Linked DNA regions of Mus musculus: regions 1 and 3 are each linked to region 2. The links are chromatin contacts, called in public promoter capture Hi-C maps. All regions are on one chromosome and are shown on one strand. Each heading gives the region's core, a stretch centred on a gene start, on an enhancer-like site or on the middle of the called end of the contact. The rest is flanking DNA. Distances are from core to core; before and after follow the strand shown.

The links. Promoter capture Hi-C pulls out the DNA fragments that hold promoters and counts their contacts.
Region 1: a contact with region 2 is called in a promoter capture Hi-C map of pre-B cells. The contact joins the promoter of Dnajc9 here to the promoter of Gng2 in region 2. A contact is called at or near these places in 4 of 39 promoter capture datasets (the C10 cell line, cranial neural crest and pre-B cells), 1 of 484 Hi-C or Micro-C datasets (B cells) and 3 of 115 datasets of contacts at active chromatin or transcription factors (astrocytes, effector CD8 T cells and embryonic stem cells).
Region 3: a contact with region 2 is called in a promoter capture Hi-C map of embryonic stem cells. The contact joins the promoter of Kcnk16 here to the promoter of Gng2 in region 2. A contact is called at or near these places in 13 of 39 promoter capture datasets (the 3T3-L1 cell line, the C10 cell line, the HPC-7 cell line and 7 more), 1 of 484 Hi-C or Micro-C datasets (embryonic stem cells), 3 of 115 datasets of contacts at active chromatin or transcription factors (embryonic forebrain, embryonic stem cells and forebrain) and 1 of 9 other capture datasets (adipose tissue).

Annotation. Positions count from the first base shown.
Region 1 is chr14:20,386,444-20,391,129 of GRCm38.p6, forward strand. It overlaps Dnajc9 (DnaJ heat shock protein family (Hsp40) member C9), which reads right to left and starts at 2,467. Exons shown (of 5, transcript NM_134081.5): 1 at 2,161-2,467; 2 at 1,857-1,997; 3 at 1,514-1,768. The coding sequence starts at 2,340.
Region 2 is chr14:19,975,010-19,979,624 of GRCm38.p6, forward strand. It overlaps Gng2 (guanine nucleotide binding protein (G protein), gamma 2), which reads right to left and starts at 2,240. Exons shown (of 4, transcript NM_010315.4): 1 at 1,949-2,240.
Region 3 is chr14:20,267,057-20,271,407 of GRCm38.p6, forward strand. It overlaps Kcnk16 (potassium channel, subfamily K, member 16), which reads right to left and starts at 2,213. Exons shown (of 5, transcript NM_029006.2): 1 at 1,894-2,213. The coding sequence starts at 2,106.

The sequences.
Region 1 (4,686 bases), core at 1,217-3,716, 410 kb after region 2:
AGTAGTCAGAAAAAAACATTAGCAAACTCAGTTTTAGCCTTTCTTTACCTGATTTCAAAGCTATCTTCATTTAACAAAATTTGCCAAAATACCACAACAGCTAACAGCAAGAACTGTGAGGCCCTAACTCATTGTAAAAATTTCCAAATCACCACTGGGAATAAGGATAAATTGGGATCTTGTTATTCCAGAACAAAAAACAAGTTTTGTTCTATTATCGTCTCTTAAAATTCAGCATTCCTCAATCCCTTTACACAGCTTTCAAACTGTCATTTCCCCTCTAACTCCAAGTTTCTCAAACCAAAATCCTGATCTAATACAGCTGTTCTGTTTTACATGCGAAAATGATTAGCAAGCAACAGCTGTGACTCCAAGCCATGAAAAAGGCATAGCAGTCTCTTCTCTGTAAAGCAGGCCCTTAAACTCACCCCAAACACTAAAGTTAGTTTTTCTCTCTGCATGTTCTTGTACTAAAAGCTCCAGGTCTTTGCCCATCCACTTGAGCCACACAAAAGACAACTCAAGTACCCACCAGACACCTAACATCTTAAATTGCCAGCTCTCCAGTCAGCTCCAATCGTGAAAGCCAAGACGAAGCAACCATTGCTTTACCAGCAGTCTGGGGTAACTTTCCCAAAGAGCGTAAGCAGGGTTGTTTGCTTCCTTCAACTCCTCAGCTAACATCCCCACTCTTCCTGGTTAGACAGGGATGAAGGGATGAAGAATCAACCGCAAGTCCCAATCCTCAAGTGTAGGCAATTGTGTTCCTCAGAGTGGGGACAGGAGAGACCACCCAGTGGTTACATGGAAACCGGAGGTGTCAAATCTTTGGGAGCTGGAGTTACAGACGGTTGTGAGCCACAACACCCAACCTTGGTCCTGAAAGTTGAACTTGGGTCTCTGTAAGAGGAGTACATGCCCACTGAGCCATCTCTCCATCCCCTTGTGTGTGTGTGTGTGTGTGTGTGTGTGTGAAATAACTATATGTATTTACAGAATTTTTTTTAATTTTTGTTTTCTCCCCCTCTTCTGGGCAGTTTTGGAGAATTAGGGACCTCCCACGTACTAGACAACCAATGCAGCACGGATCCACACAGCGCAGCCTGACCTCAAAAGTGGCAATCCTCAGTTAGCTTCCTCAGTGCTCAAGTACTGGGAGCACCACCCCGCCATTCTACATGTTTAACAGCACACAATCACTGCCATCTTCTACCTGTTCAATAACCACACAAGGCCCACAGCCTTGTAACCAGGCTCCATACAGCAAAGCTACAAGGACTGCCTCGTGTGAAAAGTTTTTCAGAATCACTTGAGGGTGACTTCAAACAGTCCATAAAGTGGAATCATTTTCAGCACAACATACCAAAGTAATCAGGGCTTTCTTCCTGGTCATCTAGTTAGATCAATGCTGCAGGTCAAGCAGTCATATCGCAGCAGTCTATTTCCGTCGCTGTGAATACAGCGAGACCCTTTTTTGAAGCAGCTGAGATGTGCTAGGAACAACACTACTTACCCTCCTTTTCCTTGCATTCATCTTTTGTTTAGACTCTTTGACGAAGGCGCTGTAGGCTGGAATCTCTTTGGATTCAATAGCTTTTTGAATGATGTTTCTTATCCTGGGTTCATCTGTGTACTGTACACAAAGTACAGACTCCATGATCTGGTCCATGTCGCCCTTGAAGTCCAGATAGGCCTGCTTAATATCGTTTAGCTCTTCTTCGGAGCCTTTGTATGTCTTTTCAAAAGCTTGGATATCCTCTAGCGATATCTAATAACAAAGAAGATTGCTTTAACTTCGCGAATTGTTCTTGTGGACTGAATGATGAGAATTAGTCAAAGCCACTAAAGCTCTTTACCTTTTTAAAGAGTAATCTCCAATATGCATCCCAGTCCCGGTCTTGGTTGAGGCCAGCAGAGTCTTCGTCCACTGTCCCCTGTTCATCGTACACTGCTTTCTGTTCCTTGTCACTCAGAACCGCGTAGACTCTTCCCAAGATCTGTAAGCAGAGTATCCAAAAGTCATCCTGAACCTCCCACCGAAACAGGGCAGCTAGAAAAGCTGAAAAATGCCAGGCCGAGGATCAGCAGTGCGCTGTCCTAGGAGCAGGGGCCCCGCGAGAGCACAAGTCCGGGCAGCAGTCCGAACGCGGGCCCACAAACCTGGAAGCGGCGGGTGGCGTCCTCTTTCTGGTCCTCCTCTACTCGGTCGGGGTGCACTTGCAGGGACACTTTGTGGTAGCCGCGTCGGACCTCGCCGTCCGAAGCCTCGCGCCGCACGCCCAGCACTTGGTAGAGGTCGGCGGTGCCAAACACCTGCTCGCACAGCTCCAGCAGCCCCATGCCAGGGAAGAGGCTGCTCCGCGAACCCGGGGAAGCTGTAGCCACAGCCGCTCTGCTGGACAGCGGACCGCCGGCCGCCTTTTCCCGCCCAAATAACTCTGGGCGCCTGCGTCACAGGAGAAGCGCCGGGGGCGGGGCCAGCCGCACTTTACGGCAGCCGCAAAGCAGCCTCGCTCTCGCCCGCGAAGTAAAATGAGACGGCGGTGGCGTCTTCTGGAGAGGAGGCACGCCCCACCCGGTGCCAGCCACTACTGCGCTTCCTCCCAGTTCCCTGCACAGCTCAATGATACATGAGAGTACGGTACAAGACACAACGAAAGTTTTCCGAATAGAGAGCGGATGCTCGGGCTGGAGAGGATGCTCAGCGGGTTGGAGGGCATGCCGCCATACCTGACGACCTCTGGGACCCATACAGTGGCAGGAGAGAACATACTCTGTCAAGTTGTCTTTTGGCCTACACACACACAAACACACACAATCATACACAATCATACAAAATAAGGAAAACTGGGAAACTTGACATGTTCAACCCAAAGGTTAATGTGTTTTTTAAGGTGATACTCAGAGTACAACTATAGGCTTAGATGACTTCATCTGGGATGAATCCCTCAGTCCATGCAGGAATAGCCTGTATCAATCAAAATACACAAAGCACAACTTTTAAGAATGCCTTTTATCTCAAAGGATGTGTATCTTTGGCAGCACAGAATCAGCGCCACTCACCTGCTGCAGTCACCTCACACAGCAATGGAAACTAATTGCACTGACCCACCCATCCTATCATTTTAAATAGTTCAGTGCTTCTTCGGCTTTTCCCCTCCTCGGATCTAAAAATCAAGGCCAACTAAACTTAGTTCCTCTCTTACCTACTTTCAAAGTTCCTTCATGCCCAGTGAAGGAAAACCAGCAGCCACACTGGATGGAGAGCAACCTCTGAATGTACATAAGTAACTATTCTCAGAATCCAGATAAAACAGGCCAGAGCACTACATTCCTAAAGAATGTAGCCTTACTCTAGAACTTAAAACCTACATTAACCAGCACGTAAAAGCAAACCTGTGATTCGTGTTTATAGCTGTAGAATCCCATGGTTCTGGGGCACTGTGAGGCAGACGGTGTGTTTGATTTCATACAGCCTGTCATTTACATACTGAACTCACAATACCTAAACACGACTCTATCATAGACTGTTCTGTGTATGCGTGCACATTCATGTGTTGGTTAGAGTGGGCATGTGCATGCTTTAACACATGGAGGTCAGATACCACCTTAGGTGTCAGTCTTCACTTCCTACCTCATTTGACACAAGATGTCTGTGTTGTTTCTCCACTGTGCATGCCAGCTTGCCCGTGTCTGAGGATTCCTTTGTCTCTCCACCGTCCCATGTCCCTGTAGGATGCTGCTATTGCAGACTCTTTGCTTCCTGTCTAACTAGTACATGGGGTCTAAGGATGTGAACTCAGTACCTCAGAGCTAAGGTAAAAATAAAGCGCTTTACGTCCTGAGCCATGTTCTAGGCTTCCCACTGGCATTTAAAGTGAGCTTTGGAATGGCTGTCTTATCATTTGTTTTTCCTTTCATATAGGCAACATTATATGTAGGAAAATACTTTGTAGGTAGACATACGGAGTTTGAATCCCAAGTTGTTCTCAAGTTATGTTTCCTACTCCTGAGCATAGCCTCCCTCATCTGTAACCGTGGATCTGACTGACCCACAGCTGTGATACAGAACACACAGCGACAGACTCTCAGCCTTTGGATGCACTTCCTTCTGATTACTCTTTAAAGGGTAGCGGAGGACGCCTTCATTCCCGCCACGCAGCAGACAGAGGCAGGTGGCCAGCCTGGCACACAAAGTCAGTTCTGTTCCGGAGAAACCAATCTCAGAAAAGAAAAACAAACAAAAGAAAACAATAAAAAAAAAAAAAAAGGTAAGGCTATTAAAGCCCCAACTTTTCCATCAGAGTCTTTGTATACATGAGCTCATGTGTCAAGGAAACAGACAATACACAAGGCGATTGTCTTCTTCACCTTTGGGATGATCCAAGTGGTTAAGGAAGCATTTGGGCCATGCATAGAAGCCCTCCCTGTAATCCTAGCACTCAGAGGACACTACAAGTTCAAGGTCAGGCTGGTGTATAGATTACATAAAACAAGCTCCACACCAGCCAGGGTTGCAGAGAAAAACCCTGTCTTAAAGAAAACATTTGAATGAGCCAAGAACACTCGGCTGAGGACTCTGAAGCAGGAACGTACTGGATACCAGCAAACTGTAAAGCTGCCCGTGTGACCAGGGCCTAACCCAAAGCCCAAACCTCCCTGTACCCCCTGCATGCCACAAGGTAA
Region 2 (4,615 bases), core at 990-3,489:
GGGAATAGTCTCCTTCTGCATCGCAGAAGCACACCCACCCATCTGCTCTTGCTTACGAAAGAATCCTGCCCTCATCCTCACAGACCTGCTGTTGCTCACTCACGTTCCGCCTTGAGCTGAAATTTAACAATTAAGGAAGTGTTTTCTGCTGTGCACAAAACAGGCAGCTCTTAGGTGTTTTCAGACAGATAGCAGGGCACCCTTGACTCTACTATGCCTACTGGCCAGGGTTTCATCACCTCACTCTCCCGTGAGACACATGGGAGGGGTAACACACATTTTCTAGACATCCCCAAACAAAGCAGGGTGTCGCATCATCTGCGAACACAGGCTGTAGACGAATCAGTATGAAAGGAAAGTCCTGCCGTCCTTATAGCCCAGAGGCCCAGCTTCCTATTTCAGTTAGGGACACACAGTGCGATCACCAGACTCTAGATCTAGCCTAGGTCTCCATCCAGAAGAATGAAGCTACATATTTCACTTTAGGATGCGATGGGGACTTTAGAATCCTGAAATGACTCGCTTTGATTAAATTCAAGAAAGCCTTCCCAAGAGCCCATGGTTACAGCAACTCCTACACATGCTCAGGAAAATAGAAATTTATTTCTTCAGTGTCCATGAAAGCTTCCTGTCTCAGAAAATGCACCGCTACTCGACAAATTCTGAGAAGCTAAATGAATTTCATAAAGGTGACAAAACAAAACTGAATCTCAATTGTGTGGCTTCTTCAACTGACAATGGTTTTATCACAAAAGTACATATTTTCTCCACTGGTATTATTTGGACCTTAAAAAAAGAAACTTGTATTTTAATAATTCATGAGTATTCAAACATGCCATTTTATTGTTTTCATTCTACCACACGAAGCTCTTTCTTTGCTTTGAAAAACTATCTCCTTTTATTGTATATAAAAAAGTAAAAATCATTTTAATCAATGCTTTCTTATGCTTAACTACACTTTTGTTGAAGATTTTTTAAAAATTATGACACAGTTTATTAAACTGTTTATCCTACATGTTCTGCCAAAAAAGCCCATAATCTCAGTTCAAGCCTGTTAGACCTCTTTATTGTACTTTTATATATATCACTCATAAACGCAAACCAGTTACTATCCCAGACTCATTATCAGCATCCAGTGCTTAAGAAAATTTACAGAATAAAAACTGTGTTCTGATTGTATTAACTCAGTGTACAGCATACACAGACAAGGAAACAAACCAGCTCACTTCGATATTATCTCTGTCTAGAATTAACAATCGTTTTGATCTAGAGATGGATAAAATTCATACAGGCATAAAATCCATTTACACACCGGTATCCGATTTTCAGCAAGTTATAGGCCGGCCATGGTCCTTTAAATAAGGATGCAACTTTAGGGTAAGACCTACTAACAAATGGTAGCAGCAAGGAGAGGAAGACACTAGTTCCTTAGAGGTAAATACTGGCCCCTCGCTCTCGAAATGCGAGCCTTTGTTGGTAAAAATCTATGTACAAAAGAACCCAACATCCTCACAGCCAAACCACAGCCATAATGTTGCAAAGAGACGGCTCACCGAAATACATACGTATATGAGTGTGCTTAACATCTTTCACCACTTACACCCCAAAACAAGGGTCTGCCACGCTCGGGTGCCCAGACTGCAGCTTCGCACCCCAGCTGACTGCAACTCAGCCCTGTCGGTCTGCTGAGCCAGCTAAACAAACCACTTCTTACATTCAGCTTGTTTTCCTAAACACTGAGGGTGGTTCCCCACACCCTGAACAAAATGTGTCACAAATCTGACCATCGTTCTCGAAAAAAAAAAAAAAAATTAAAATCCCATCTTAATCATTTCCCCCAAGCCTGAATCAATGTTCCTCGCTTCCCTAAGAAATCCACCCCAAAACCCACAAGCATGGTCACTTCATCTCAATTCAAAAGGAGCTACATGGAAAACGTGTCCTTTACCTTGCTTGGCTCCGGAGGCTTGGTTAGAGAGCAGCTTCCCCTGGCGGAGCAGATGGGTGGTGAGGTCGGCCCGCCCAGCCCAAGCCCAGCCCAGCCCAGCCCAGCCCAGCCCAGCCCAGCCCAGTCAGCCCAGCCCAGCGCAGCGAAGCCCTGCCCAGCCCAGCCCAGCCGTAGTAGGAGTTGCCCACCGAGAGGCGTCGTGTGTCTGTCTGTATAGCAGCCCCTGAAGCCCAAGCCTGAGTCCCCACCCAGCTTTGTCTTCAATCCTCATTCCTACAGGAAGCAGCTCATCTCCCACTTCCTCCTCTCTTAGTATCGGGTAGCAAGCCAGCTTTCTCGTTTGCTTCTCCCACCACTTCAGGGCTTCCTCTAAGTGGCTTTGTCTGCTGCTGATGCTAATTTGGCTCTAATCCCCTGGACCCCTTTTTTCCAGCGCCCTTCCATCCCCACTGCACTGTCTTCTCAGTCCTTTTCTTATCTCCCAGCGCTCATCTCCCAACAGTGTCCACACAGTGCCTCAGTGGGTTTCCTCAACACCCAAACTGCTTTCTCATTCTGAACTGAAGCTACTGTATTTATTGGGCCGGCGTAGACTCTGGTCCTGAGATCCGGGGCCAGCCAGCAGCGCCTTCTAATTTACGGCCTATCTGCATTCCCAAGCAGCTTGCAGCCTCTTGCTGCCGAGTTTTTCCTCTGTGGCCAGCCAACCTTTCCGGAGCTTCATTCCCCCAAGGTCTCCCTACCACTGAGATTTTATTTAACCCATATGCTTAGAAAATAATGGCACCCGCAGGACTTCTGGGACGTGTGAGCTAAGCCAAGTCCTGCAATGCTGAGGTAGATCTAGCAGTGAGAACAGTCCGAGGAGAGTGTGAATGAAGGGAGGGGTGTGGTCTGAGTGGCCCGGATTCCCAGTCCAGCCATAGATCCCCTCCTCTACCACCCACCTAATATTGGTAGGGCTGAGGGGCCTCTTTTGCCCTTTGTTTCAGACAATAGGATAGTGTCATGAATAAAGAGAACCATTGTCAGTCTGTCCTCCAGAGTTAAAATCTGAGCTGTCATTCCTGCCTGTAAACTTAGACAAATGACTTAATGTCTATATGCCTCAGTTTCCCCACTTGCAAAAATCATACCATATTTCACAGTGGAAAAATCTGAGAAGGAAGTAAGACCAGACAGATACGTGGTGCTTCAAATAGTTCCCAGAGCAGAGAAAATACTCAATTACATACTATCGGTTATTATTTACAAGAGACTGAAACTCAGGTGACAAGTGGCTCGGACAGTCAACAGCCGGTCGGACACCAGTGTTTGTTCCCCTGGCTTCCCCCAGTTATGTTCACAGCTGAGCCCTGATGCTTGTGGCAACAATTTACCCCAGGTTTGAGTTATTCTTTCTCTGGATTAAGGAAGCACTTTGGGGGAAGGTACATTTTAAACACCAGCAGGGCAGCGAGGAGGGAATCCTTGCTCCTGAAGGGAGGTGATGCATGGTAGTCATAGCTGCAGTTTCAGTACTGTAGCCTGAGACAACAGAATCACTTTGAGCTCAAAGCTCCTCTGAGTTACATGGTGAGACCCTGTCTCAAATGTAATTAATAAATAAATCCATCCTCTCTCAGAAGCCAGGCCTAGAAAGCTAACCTTCTCAAGCATTAGAAGCAATCTGCTACTGTATTTTGAAGGCCCTGTCCTACCTTCACTCACCAGGAGGGAATCTGACAGGAAAATCTAGATTGATGCAGGCTCATCAGCTGTGCCTTCCTCGCACACCCTGGGGACTACCGAATGTCATTCTGGCAGGCGCAAAAGTTACTCTCAGTGAGTGTTCTCAAACAATCCCAAGATTCCTTTTGTTTTGATTTCAAGTTCCATGAAGTTTCTCAGAAATCTTTTTTTATTGTAAGAGACCAGAAATGTCCAACATAAAGTATATATACATACATATATATAAAATAGTGTGTGTGTGTGTAATGCTAAGCCTAAGGGGGGGGGGAGGTCTCAAAAGTTTGGGGAAATTATAAAAACAAGACTTTGGTCAATTTTAAACCAAATTTTAAATCTTTACTTTTAATCCAGCTAAGAGACTCTCCTTCCCTCCCTCCCTTTCTCCCTCCCTCCCTCCCTCACTCCTCTCCATGAGAAAGGGGTTGGTATTTCTATTAAGTTTTTATTTAGAAAAAAATCTTTTAAACAAGAAATCACTAGGAATTTGTGCCTGCCTCCTAACGTATCCCCTCTACTCTGGTCATAAACCTCCCAGGAGATTCATCTGCCGGGCTCCAGGAGAGACCGACCAAACTCCTCAAACTAAAAACCCAGATTTTAAGATGTCCCCTTCCTGTCATTAGCCTCATTGATTTCTGTCCCAGCAGCTTCTTCTTTCAGGAGGCAAGAGTCACGTGTGGGTGTGTAGCTCCTCCAGGGGAAGAGATTAATCCAGCTTAGAGTTGGAACACAAGCATACGAGGCCCTGACACCCGGCCTACAATGTACCCATTTCATAGGGGAAAAGGTGAGCCTCTTACTTATGTGAAATGCTTGTGCAATCAATTGTCAGATGAAAGCTACTTTACATACATTCCATTGACTCAGAGATAAAAATCTGAAAACATTCACCACTGTTCTCATTTGCAGAAAGTAATACCCTGCTGTATGTCTTAC
Region 3 (4,351 bases), core at 963-3,462, 290 kb after region 2:
GGCCTCAGCACCACCTGGTGAGCTCACCCAAAGTGCCTGAGTCAGCAGGTCTGGGTGGATGCTGACGCTTGCTCTCCTGACATGCTCTCAGGCGTTGCTGCTGGTGAGGGAGGGCCACAGACTCCACCTTAAAAATTCTCGCTTTCAGCAGTGCCCTGTCCTCACTGGGTGAGCTGGTTCATGGAATGAAAAGTAGAGAGCTCCCCAGCGAGAAGAATGGGTGTGAGTTCTGCCTCAGCCAGTGACTGTGCAGACTTGTCGACACCCTGCATCTCTCACCTGCAAGCTGAAGGCAGTGCTTGCAGTAAGCAACTGGGAAGAAAGCACCTGCAGGGTGCTCAGCCACAGGTGCTAAATGATGGTGGCCCAGAGCCCCGTCCCTACCAATGAATGCACATTCTCACTGTGCCAGCTTTGCTTGGCTTGTTGTTTGGTGTTCGCTAATACTACCTGTTCCACCTGTCTGTCCATCTTCTCAGTGCCCCACCTTTGCCCAAAATACCTAGTTTTGCTTTGTTTCTGAAAGAGAGGGAGGCAGGAGGAACCCAGGCAGGAAGTAAGACCACCTAGGGGTCCAGTTCTGGCAGCTTTCATCCACCCCACCTGGCCGCTGTCTACCAGCCCAGCTCGTTCTAACCTTTGTGTGTGTCTCTACCCAGGGAGATAGGCTGGGAGCCAGCCTATGGAGCAGCAGTCTGAGAAGTGGGCGAGTGTGAGAGGGGACATCTCTGGAGTGTTGAAGACTGACAGTTCATGTGTGTCGACTGCAGGTGCATTTTCTTTGTGGATGTACATGTGTCTATTCCCATTTGCTTATGTGCAGAGTTGTGTACGAATATGTTTGTGCAGGCGGCCAGGGCTCAACCACAGGTGTCATTCCACAGAGCCATCGGCCTTGTTTGGGTTTTGCCTTGAGACAGGGTCACTGAAATAGAGCTAGCCCTTTTGGTTAGGCTGCTCTGGCCTAGCCAGTGAGCTCTCAAGATCCACCTGTCTCCCCAACCCACCAACCCAATGCTGGGGTCACAGGCACTTGCAGCCATACCCAGAGATGTACATGGGGGCCAGGTCCCTCTACTTACAAAGTACTCTTTCCTACTAAGCTGTCTGTCTAGCTTTCCACCTTTCCTTTTCTCCTTCTTTCTTTCTTTCTTTCTTTCTTTCTTTCTTTCTTTCTTTTCTTTTCTTTTCTTTTTCTTTTTCTTTTTTTTCTTTTTTTTTTTTTGAGACTGGCTCTCTTACTGGCCTGAGGCTTGCCCATTTGGCAAGGCTGGCTGGCCATAGAGCCCAAGGGATCTGCCTGTCTAGGCCGTTCCAGTGTTGAGATTACAAGCCGCCATGCCTGACTTTTTTTTTTTAAATTACATTTTAATTAGTACATAACAGTGTGTGTGGATATGGGTGTGTTTATATGCATGTGGAAATGCATGTACCATTGTGTGCATGTCAAGATCAGAGGACAACTTCCAGGAGTTGTCTCTCCTTTCCCTATGTGAGTTTCAGGACTTGAACGGCAGCCATCAGGCTCTGCTCCGTGCCAAGTGCTTTTACTCGCTGAGCCATCTTGCCCGCCCACCTCTGGGGGTGTGGGGACATCTGGGTCTAGAACTCAGGTCCTTATATTTGTTTGGCAGATGCTTGGCTGAGCCAACTTCCCAATCCCAGATATATTTTTTCTTCTCATCTTACTGATGAGGACATTTAGGTTAAGTGACTGGCAAGGTCACATAACAGACCTGAGAATCGGGGCCCCGGACTAGATCTCTCCAGGCTCAAGCTTCCTCCACACTCTGCTTCCAAAGGGGAACCAACCTCTGGGTAGTGGCTCTGTTCCTGCCACTAGCCCCTCCATTGCCTCCCCACTCTTCCTGTCCCATTCTTTTGTACTCTCACCTGTACAAACTGCTCCAGGGCCTGCTGGTCTAGGCAGGTGTAGTTCTCTAAGAAGCGTAGCTTTTCCAGCTGGAACTGGTCCCTGGATTGAGCCTCTGCCTGCTTCTCCAGCAGCTGGAAGATGGTGGCCCCAAGCAGTAGGTAGCAGATATAGGCCAGAAGCAGGGGCAATACTTGGCCACCCCAGCAGCCGCAGACCCCAGCACGGGGCATGATGTGGCCAGGACTCTGCAGCAGCTGTCAGGGTGGCTGTGAAAGAGTTGGAAGAGGTGAGAGCCCCTGCCACTGCCTGCCCTGTCCTCCACCGCACAGGTGTCTGCGGCAGGGGAGTCTGTTTGAACAGTGTGGTGTGCAAACAGGCCTGCCATCCCCCACCCAGCCTTGTTTTTCCATGCAGAGCAGCAAGGCAGCAAATGCTTGGGCCCCTCAGGGACACCTATGAGCTCTTCCTGAGCTCATCTGGTCTTAGCTTCTGCTCCCAAGTGAGGCTGAGTGTCTGGGAGAGAATCTGATCAGGAGCCCACTCTGCTGGGACTGAAGGGATCTTGACAACTTCAGATTCCTCACTTGGGAAGGCTCTCGGCTCAAACACAGGAGGCTGGGAGGGAAGGCTCACGAGGGTGTGGGTTGCCCTTGCTTACAGAAGGGAATGGGGAGGATTGACCTGCCTATTGGGGGAACCTGGGACTGAGTAAACCAGAGTAAAACAAATCAAAGCAAAGTAAACAGGCAGATGACAGCCTTGCTTAGCAGCATTATCAATTGGTGCTACTGATACATGGACAGCCCTGGTTACCACCAGCTATCACTTTGGCCAATGGTTGGTCTTGTTTGAGACCCTTGAACAGGTTGTCTGAGGATGCTGAGCTCAGGAGATGAAAGTGGGGAGAAGACAGAACCGGACATGAGCCTCCACCCATATATTACTGTTGGTGACTCCTTTTTTTCCACAGGAGGACCCATAGTGCCTCGATTGATCTTTGGTAGATGCGACTACTTTACTGACATTATACAATAATTCACCTAACATACTGTGCATGTGTGCAGTTACTGATTTATTTTTTTCTTTTTAGTTGTTAGCTTAACCTTCAACAGCTGACCCGTCTCTCCAGATTTATCTATCTAGCTATCTATCTATCATCTATCTTCCTGTCTGCCTGCCTGCCTGCCTGTCTTGTTTTGGTTTTAAGACAAAGACTCAATGTAGCCCTGGCTGGGCTAGAGCACGGTATGTAGACCAGGCTGGCTTTAAATCCACACAGATCCACTATCTTCTGAGTGCCAGGATTAAAGTCATGTGACACCATGACCAGCTATCCCATTTTATTTATTTAAAAATATTTATTTAGCTTTATTTTGTGTGTATGGGTGTTTTGCCTGCATGTATGTCTGTGCAGCATGTGCAGGCCAGAAGAGGGTATCAGATCCCTTGGAACCTGAGCTGCAGGTGGTTGGGTGCTGGGAATGGAGCCTGAGTCTTCTAGAAGAGCAGATAGTGTGTGCTCTTAACCACTGAGCCATCTCCTCAGGCTTACTGTTTATTTCTTAATATTTATTTTTATATATGTGTGTGTTTGTGGGTGTGGATGCATGCATGTGTGGGTGGGTACCCATAGAGTCCAAGAGGGCGCCAAATGTCCTGAAGCTAGAATTACAGGCAGCTATGAGCTAACAAATGTGGGTACTGAAGTTTTAACACTGAAACACCTCTTCAGCCCACCCCCTATCTTCCTTTGAGACAAGATCTCATGGAGCTCAGGATGACCTCAAACTTGGCATCTAGCGGAGACTGACCTTGAGCTAATGCTCCTCTTGTTCTCCACATCCTTGGGGATGGGATTACATGTGTGCACTCCATGCTTGGTTTATAGGATGCTGGGGTCTAACCTAGGGCTTGATGAGCGCTAGGCAAGCATCCTACCAACTGAGCCACATCCCTAGCCTGTGTGTTTGGTGCCTGAGGCACTTAGCACAATCTTGTTTGCACATCCTTTTTTGTTTGTTTGTTTGTTTGTTTTGGTTTTTTGAGACAGGGTTTCTCTGTATAGCCCTGGCTGTCCTGGAACTCACTTTATAGACCAGGCTGGCCTCGAACTCAGAAATCCACCTGCCTCTGCCTCCCGAGTGCTGGGATTAAAGGCGTGCGCCACAACATCCGGCTTGTTCACATCTTGTTTGTGAGGCTCCCGACTTGGATGCTGGGCACTAACCCTTATTTCCTCTGGTAGAACAGGAAGTACTCTTAACTGCTGAGCCATCTCCCCAGATGTATCTATTTATATTTATACATAAATAAATTTTATTGCTAAAAACAAAACATCTTGAAAAGTAGAAACCTTCTGGCTCAGTGGTTTTCATAGGACCTGGGTTGAGTTCCCAGCACTGCTGCGGCAGCTCACCACCCTCTGCAGCTGTAGTCCCAGGGGATTCAACACCCTTTTCTGGCCTCCTCAGGCAC